2 separate regions of the Hordeum vulgare genome follow, and region 1 is linked to region 2. Evidence: chromatin contacts called from public Hi-C data. All regions are on one chromosome and are shown on one strand. Each heading gives the region's core, a stretch centred on a gene start, on an enhancer-like site or on the middle of the called end of the contact. The rest is flanking DNA. Distances are from core to core; before and after follow the strand shown.

What was found. Hi-C and Micro-C count contacts between places; a contact is called where the count stands out from the background.
Region 1: a contact with region 2 is called in a Hi-C map of leaf, with 4 times the contacts expected there. The contact joins the promoter of LOC123407272 here to the promoter of LOC123412246 in region 2. A contact is called at or near these places in 2 of 6 Hi-C or Micro-C datasets (both in leaf).

Annotation. Positions count from the first base shown.
Region 1 is chr7H:3,475,704-3,480,281 of MorexV3_pseudomolecules_assembly, forward strand. It overlaps LOC123407272 (protein arginine N-methyltransferase 7), which reads left to right and starts at 1,472. Exons shown (of 14, transcript XM_045100374.1): 1 at 1,472-1,832; 2 at 2,160-2,382; 3 at 2,674-2,799; 4 at 2,905-3,069; 5 at 3,139-3,257; 6 at 3,338-3,438; 7 at 3,893-4,152. The coding sequence starts at 1,501. It overlaps LOC123407908 (dihydrolipoyllysine-residue acetyltransferase component 2 of pyruvate dehydrogenase complex, mitochondrial-like), which reads right to left and starts at 163. Exons shown (of 19, transcript XM_045101151.1): 1 at 42-163. The coding sequence starts at 71.
Region 2 is chr7H:3,284,298-3,288,583 of MorexV3_pseudomolecules_assembly, forward strand. LOC123412246 (scarecrow-like protein 22) reads right to left here and starts at 2,168. Exons shown (of 1, transcript XM_045105192.1): 1 at 79-2,168. The coding sequence starts at 2,164. The coding sequence ends at 527.

The DNA of each region.
Region 1 (4,578 bases), core at 222-2,721, 190 kb after region 2:
CCCGACGGAGCCGGACGACACGGGGAGGGGAGGGGGGGTACCTTGCGGGAGTGGCGGAGGAGGAGCGCCATGGTGGGCGCCGGCGCCGGCGACGGTGCGGCGGAATCTGTGGGGAGCGGGGAGGAAAGAGATTCGCCAAGGGGAAGAATGAATGAAGGGCGGTTGGTGGCGGGCCTTCCTTATGTTCAGCCCACTTTTATATTTTCTTTTCTTTCCAAGGGATGCATTTGTCTATTTGCCACTATTCTTTCATGGTGCTGCCACCTCAACACTCAACAATCATAAATCAATCAATCAAAGGAAGGAAAAAAAAGAGAAGATTCTAAAACAAGTAAAAAAGTAGTAGCAATCAAGAATATTCTTTTTTCACAACATTACACCATCTCTGTAACAAAAAAATATATTGAAACGTTTAGATCGTTATTCATAAGTCAACAAAAACGAATCAACTGATTCTTTTGCGTTGTCATCGGAGCATGTTTTGAAATGACAATGTGTCGTTTTCCTTGTCTGTTAATGTTGACAACAACCCAAGAGAACTTGAAGTAGACTTCTCTCGACACGACATTATACCATTCTTTAATGGTGCTGCCACCTCTTCAATCATCAATCAAACAATCAAAGGAAAAAAGTGACGATTCTAAAAAAAAGGTGAAAAGGTGGCAACTTAGAATATTTCTTTTCATAATACCATAATATCCCCTCTGTAAAAAAATATACGTGTTTATTTCATACGTAATGATCTAAAAGCTTTTATATTTTTTTACATACGAAGTATTATTTTTGAAAATACCGACATATTTTTATGCAAATAAAATAGTACGTATTACCCATAGGTCAACACGAACTAGCCAGCTCGTTCTTTCGTTTTGTCCTCGTTGGAGCATGTTTTGAGATGGCAAGGTGTCATTTTCCTTGACGGCTAATGTTGACAACAAGAAAGAACTTGAAAGTAGCCTTTTTTCGTCTTAGCACTCATATGACAACATATCATTCATGTCTGTTAAAATACCATGAATGAAGGAAGCAAATCGTTGACTTGCCTCCAACACATATACGCTAGAAGGAAATGAAATATTAATCATAATATCATTATGATGCGTCGATGTACACATGGCATCACAACGTTGGTTTTCAGTCGTCTCTCGGACAACAACGCTTAGTTAGCTGAAATACAATATATATATATATTTTCTCAAAACATGTAAGCAATGTCAAAACCATACCATGTGCAACGGTTCTCTATCGACAGATAAAACGCAATATCTCTCTCTCTCTTGTTCTAAAATTAAAGTGGAAAAAAGGAAATTGATTCATGCGAAGCGCCCCTCGAGGAAACCGCTGTATTACAAACAGGCCCTCAAGGCGGAAATAAGCGTGTCCCCGGGTACCATTCCGCGAAAGCGCCACTCGCTGTCCCTCTCCCTCCCGACGGCGGCGAGCTCGCGCCCGCCCGCCCGCCCGCAAAACCCTAGGCGCCGGCGGCGGAGCCCCCCGTTCATGCCGGGCTGCCTCGCCGGCCTGTCCCCGCCACCCGCCGCGCTCCACCTCCTGCTCCGCGGCCGCGGCCGCAGCCGCATGGCCTTCTCCGCGGCCGCGCCGTCCCGCGCCTTCCAGCTCCGCCTCAACCCGCTCACCGGCGACTCCGAGTGGCTCGTCGTGGACGAGGCGGAGGGGGAGGATGCGGGGGCGGCGCCTCCCCAGACGCAGAGGCAGCTCCTCGCCGCCACCTCCTACCTCGACATGCTCAACGACGCCGCCCGCAACCGCGCCTACCGCCGCGCCATCGAGGCCGCCGTCTCCGACCCCTCCTCCCGCGTCCTCGACATCGGGTGAGCGCCCGTCCATACATACATTTATTTGCGCTCATTGGTGATTGGACCATGTATACTATGGGTCACATTGGACTTAAAATTTAGCAGGATAGATTTACACGAGTTCATTAAGGCCATTAGCATTTATTAGTTTAATTGTTAATTTAATTAAGGCCATTTGAACGATAACCATTAGCATTTAATTTGTCCTCTTGTTAATTATAAGGACAAGTTAGTTTAGAAGAAAAAAATCCCTCAAAAAAATATCAGCTTTGTTGGCTACATGATCTATGATATCACAGAGAAAACAGAGTGGATGCTATGCTAATGCTTATGATGGTTCAGAGCCGGGACCGGGTTGCTCTCCATGATGTCCGCGCGGGCTTTGGGGGCTGTTGGAGGCGAGGGCAGGGGCAGCGTGTCGGCATGTGAATCCTACCTTCCCATGGGCAAGTTGACGCGCAAGGCACTGAGAGCCAACGGGATGGACAATAAGGTGAAGCTCTTCCATAAGCGGTCGGATGAACTCCAAGTTGGAGTCGAGCTCGATTCGCCAGCTGATGTGCTGGTAGGCTTTTGTTTTAGCTCAATTGGCTTTCTTGTTCTGCTAAACGAACCTGCTCCAGTATTATACATACATATTTATGCTCAGTCAAATAACCTAGTATAGTACTCATACTCGTTGTTATGATTCAACTGTATCACTACACACTAAATCTGAATTGCCAGCATCATTCAGATTTGGTTATTTCAGTTGTCAGTTCACACCTAGCGACAACATAGCAGGCACTTCCCTTACTAGGAAGCAGTTATATTGATTGTTTTATTTATAGTTGACAAAACATACTATGTTTCTCAGGTGAGTGAAATTCTTGACTCTGAGCTGTTGGGTGAGGGCCTGATACCTACTCTACAGCAAGCTCATGATTCGTTACTGGTGAAAAATCCAAAGACAGTCCCATATCGAGCAACTACCTACGGGCAGGTCCGTTCCCACCACTTGTTCAATGTGACTTCATCTGGATAGCATTTTCTATGGATGCAATGTTTGATTGGTTTATACTGGAATTTTTTTTCTTGGGCATCCTAGTTAGTCGAAAGTCCGTTCTTGTGGAAGATGCATGATTTGCACAGCAATGAAGCAAATGCTGCGGATGGTGTCTGGCTTACTCCTGGTGGGATGGAAAATATCGTTTCTGTGAAGCTGCAGCAACATGCAATGCAATGTGATCCGTTACAAGACGAGATACGATTGGTATGCTATGCACCATTATTTTGCATGTTCAGCAAATGTATTATCAGGTCCTAATTTATTTTACTTCAGCTGTCAGAACCCTTCAAAGTTTTTGAATTTGACTTTTCGGAACGACCAGAGAGTCAGCGTGAAAACAAGATCACGATTAAAACAACTGGTGATGGCTGTGTTCATGCTATTATTTCGTGGTAAGTACAGAATCTTGTAGTCTCTTTCGTCACCTTATATTTAAAAGTGTGCTGAATTAATATTTTTTCTTCCAACGTAGGTGGGTGCTTCAGTTAGATTCTGATGGGTCAATCTTCTACTCCACTGCTCCCAGATGGGTGAGGCAATCAAGTATCACGGATCTACCACAATGCGCTGACGGTTGGTTAAATAATCAAGACTTTTGCCATCTTAAGTAATTCTTTTGCATTATTCCATGTCATTTTCCATTTCGATGAATTGATAGGCTATGTATTGACCAACATTTGTCCCCATTTCCCTGGTTTATTGAGTAATGTTGCACTTGGGCCATGAAAGTTCAGGATATAGTGGCCCAATGCGCATTCATGGTTGTTTATCTATGCCTGAACGTTTCTGCATAATGTTTTGCTAGCAATGCTAATAGCATTTGTGCAAGTACTGTTATTTATTGACCTTGTTGAAGACGTAAGCGATTTGGGCATATGATTATTGTTAGAACATACGTGCTTCTTAGGTTCACTGGTATTTCAAACTCGTTGTTTGAACTGGCATGTTCGTTATGTAGACCTTATAGGAGTCAACCTGTTTTACATTATGAAGTTATTAAAACGATGTCTTCCTTCTATCTTTATAGACACGAAGGATTGGTGTGATCACTGGAAGCATTGTGTTTGGTTTACACAAGGGAGAGGTGCTTCTGTTATGAAAGATCAAACTCTTTCTCTAAGGGCTAGTCATAACCTAACTAGCATCTCATATCAGCTGCTAAACGCCAATGATGAAGCATGCAATGGAAGCTTGAAAGGTGACCATCTGACATTGTTGCCGGAAAGGATAGCACTTTATGGTGATAGATATTGGAGATCAGCTTTGATAACAGCAATTAAAAATGCTGTAAGTACTCCAGTTCATTTGATTATAATATTATGTTGTTGCGGTGCGCACTTGATTTCCACAAACTTCTGTTTTTCGCTGTTAGAAATAGATCAAGATGTTAATTTAAGACTTCAGCATTTTAAAAGAATTCCACAGATCTGATAATACAAAAACAATCGGATGACTGTTAACATTTGAAAATGAATTCGTGGTTTCAATAGCTTATGTACTTTGGCCATTCAAAACATAGAAAGAAAACCTGTGCTTTCATGATCATATCCAAGTTCTCAATTCATAATCTTTGCTGGTCCCTCCGAGCATGGACTGAAGGGATTTTTACCCTTTCAGAAATCTGGAAACTAAATTGCTGCCTTGTTAGTTTCAGTGAAAACTAGACATGATCAATTCCATGGTTTATGCTACGCACCATTCTCTTTTTTTATA
Region 2 (4,286 bases), core at 918-3,417:
ACAATTAGAGTTGTCACATCAATCATCATAAAACCTTAGTTGCAGGCTGATTGATACACACATACATGCACACTCTGGTTTAGTTAATTAGAATCAACCAGCAAAAATCAGTTGCATACATACATACATACTCTGCTACTACAAATCACAACAGGATTCAACTGATTTGCTACAAATTTGCTTGGAAAATCCCTGTTGATTTCCACTGGCAAAAGCTTAATAATTACAAAGAGCAGAGGAGAGGAACCAAAAGGACTTGAACTTGAATCAGTCTGGAAATATGACTGGCATAATACACAATGATCACACATGAGGATTACAGTATCAATCAACAATTAAAACGCAGGTTGGGGGGTTAACAGTTTTTCGGCATTTCGAATTTCCATTGTTCATGCCTCGAAGTTGCTAGTGAGTAGGAGTATATCACACAACAAGATTGGCTACTAGTACTTGAGAAAGGTTCAAGTTTTGGCAAGATGAACTACAACTGTACCGGGCTGCTCTGGCAAGGGGATGGATCAGCAGTTCAGCACCGCCATGCCGATACCGACACGAGCTCCGACCGCTGCCACCAGAGCGCCAGCGCCGACTGCTGCTTCTCGACGTGGAAGCCATGGTTGGCCGTGCGCCGGAGCAGGCACTCTGCCTGCGCCTCCGCGGCATTGCTGAGAGGCAGGGGCGTGAACCCGGTGGACGCGAACGTGGACCTCCATGGCGGCAGCTTGTCGCCGCCGGTGACCAGGCGCTCGGCCCTCGGCCGCAGGACGAACTGCTCCACCTTGGCCACCACGTCCAGCGACGCGCCGGGCGTGTCGAGCGACTCGACGAGCGCGGCGCAGGAGCGGAGGACGTTGAGCGCGTGGCTCCGGAGCGGCAGGTCGGCGCGGTCGCAGCCGTGGTCGACGCACACGACGATGGCGGGCCGGAGCTGCTTCACGACGCGGAGGGACGCTGGTGTCGGCCTGGAGGTCTCCGTGCCGACGGTGATGTGCACGGCGACGGCCTCGTCGGGCGCCGCGGACAGGCCAGGGGGCGGCGAGGGGCTGAAGGGGTCGAAGGCGACGGCGGCGAACTCGAAGGGGATGCCGAGCTCGGCGGCGAAGCGCGCCAGGCTCTCCTGCGTGAGGTGGAGCTCCAGGGGGTGCCTCGACCCCGGCGAGACCAATGCCGTGACCTTGAGGGTGGGCGGCGGCGTCGACGGCGCGGCGGTGCGGCGCCAGTGGTGCGCGAGCTCCTGCATGAGCGGCGGCCAGTGGCCCCCGAAGCCGACGTCGAAGTCGACGACGTGGACGCGGCGCGCGCCGGCGCCGAGCGCGTCGAGGAAGGCCTGCGTGGACGTGAACCCGGCGAACTGGACGGTGGGCGAGGCGTCCGCCAGCGCCTTGTGCGCGGCGAGCTTGAGCGCGACGTCGAGCGGCGAGAGGACGGAGCAGGGGCCGGCTGCGGGCGGGAGGAGGCGGTGCAGGAGCGCGTCCCGGAGGAGCGCGGCGGCGCGGAGCAGGGGAGGGTGGCCCGGCGGGGCGGGCGGCGAGGGGAGCCGGTGATTGAGCCGCGCCAATATCTCGCGCGCGCCAGCCGGGTCCCCGGCGTCGGCGCGGCGCGCCGCCTCGAGCAGCTCGTCCACCGTCGCCTGGGGCTCGAGATCTCCTCCTCCCCCTCCGGCGGCGCCCGGCGCGGAGGCCGGGACAGGGAAATGGACCTGCTGCTGCTGCTGCGGGAGGGAGAGCTGTGGAGGGAGCTGCGGGAGCGAGAAGGGCTCGTCCTCCTCGTCCTCCACCCCCCGGCGCTGTGCGGGTGCCGGCGGCGGGTGAAGAAGAAGAGGGGAGGGGTCGAAGGGGGCGGGGCCCTTGAAGCCGAAGGCGTCGCCGTCGCCGTCGGCGTAGCCGGCGTCCATGATCCAGCGCAGGAAGGAGGTGTCCTGGGTGGTGTGCGCGGCGGCGGCCATGTTGTCGCAGCCGCCGGAGGAGAGCAGCACGGCGTCCCAGTCCTCGGCGCTGATGGGCGGCGGCTCCGAGTGCGCGGACGAGGACGTGGGCGGGCTTGGGCTCCGGTTGTACAGCACCGACGTCGGCTCCGGCGACTTGACGATGCGCTTCGAGCTGGCCGCCGCGCCCGCGCCGCCGTCCAGGCCGCTGCGGGAGGAGGAGGACATGGTGGTGATCATAAGTGGAGAGGGGGGGAGCAGAGGAGGAGGAGGAGGAGGAGGTGTAGTATGTGCGTGCGGTGGTGTGGCGTTGCGTGTGCGCGTGTATGTGGTGGCTTTCCTTCTTCACCGCCATTTGTTTTTCTTTGCGTCTCTCTTTTATCTGGAGTATGTCCTCACCACCACCATGGATGGGTGGACGGAGCTCGGCTCTCGGCTGGAGATGGGGACCTCGGGCTAGTGTGACTGAGTGAAATCTGAAATGAATGGACCAATGAATGCCATCTTGGAAGGGGAATGTGAAGAAATAAATTATTGTTTTTCTTTCTTTCTTTTCTTCTTTCCTTTTCCTCCAATGGTGATTGTGCATGGTTGCAACACAACTTGCAACTCAACCCCAATAGCCTTTGCAATAAACCTTCAACTTGTATTAATCGGGCGGAACGAACCCTCAAATCAAAATCACGGTCGATTGTATCCTGAACGATGCAATTCCGGTCTAAATCGAATTCCGACATCGTGTCAACTGAGATCCGTATGGTAGGCCGGTCCATTTTAATTTTTTCATTAAAAAAATCGAAAAGGCGCACACTTTACTTCCGCTGGACCGGCCCAGTTAAGTTTTATTTTGTTAAAAAACAAAAAGTAGTGCACTGGGTCGCTCTGTTTTTCGTTTTTTATTAAATTCATTAATCTTTTTTGAAAATAATGTTTTTTTCAAATATTTCATGCAGTACGGCACACAATAAACTTTGTATAATATAAGAGAAAATAAATAGTAACAAGAAAAAATATACATTGCATTTGGAAAATGTTCACACATTTCAAAAAAGTGTTTGGGGCATTTTTTTTAAATGTATATGATGTATTAAAAAAATTAAATACATGTAAGGTGTGAAATTTGTTCAATTCGTCTTTTAAGGCGTGAAATTTTTTCAATTCATTTTTTCAAGGCGTGAATTTTTTCAATTCATTTTTTTTAAGACGTGAAATTTTTTCAATTCGTTTCTGTTCTTATTTCTTTTGTACTTTTTTTATTTAAGACCTGAAATTTTTTCAATTCGTTTTTAATTCGTGAACCTTTTTACTAAACTAGCGGACTTTTTCGAATACGTGAACTTTTTTCAAAAATTCAACCGTTACCTCTTTTTTCCTTTTGAAAATCTGGTACACGACATTCTTTTATTTCGGTTTCTATTTTTAAAATGAAAAACAAACATAAAAAAAGGAAAGACAGAAAAAAGAAAAAGAAGAAAACGGGAGCAAATCTACGCAACAGATGTGTTGTCATGGTGGTTGCTTGCGTTGGCCAACAAAACGAGGTTTCGGGTTCAAGTCATCCTGCATGCTTATTTTTTGCAGTTTTAAACAAGAAAAAATTACGTGTTTTAAAGAAGGAAAAAACAAAAGTGTGTCGGCCCAAATAGAAAGAGTACGAAATGGCATCAATCCCGGTCATCCTTTGACAATCCATGTTTGCCAAACGATGCCAGGGTTCAATTAGACCGACATTGCATAGTTCAGGGTGCAATTGACCAGGATTTCGACTTGAGGGTTCATTTCACCGGATCTCTATGAATTCAAGGTTTAAAATGGAGGGTGAATTCTCGCCCCCGCCCCCCTCTTCCTTGATAGGAGACCTGTCCACATGGGCCGGCACGACACGCCCAGCCATGCCGAGCCGACACTCGCATGGCGCTCCCTTGCCCAGGCATGACAAACGAGGTGGCTCTGGCACCTTTAGCCCATCAGACCGCTTGATTTTGGGTTGTTTTCGGGGCTGTCTGAAAAGATAGTTTAAGAAAAGGAAATCGATCGTGCCATGCCGACACTCATCCAACCTCACGACACATGCACGACCCTAGTCAGGCCACGTGTCAGCACCTCTCAATTATGAACGTGTCGAGATGGGCATGTGTACTATCAGGCCAGCACATCAGGACCAACCCATCTGGCCTCCTTTGCTTTAGAGTAGCCAAGTTCTCCTCTTGTCCGACGATCTCGTCGATCGGAATGGGAGTGTGTGTGGGAAGGGGGGAGGGGGATGTCGGTTCTTCCTTGTATATAGTTGGATGTGCCTCCATAGCGACTATCAATATGCGAATAGGAAAAAGGGTCCTGATGCAAAGCGAGCTACACCGGA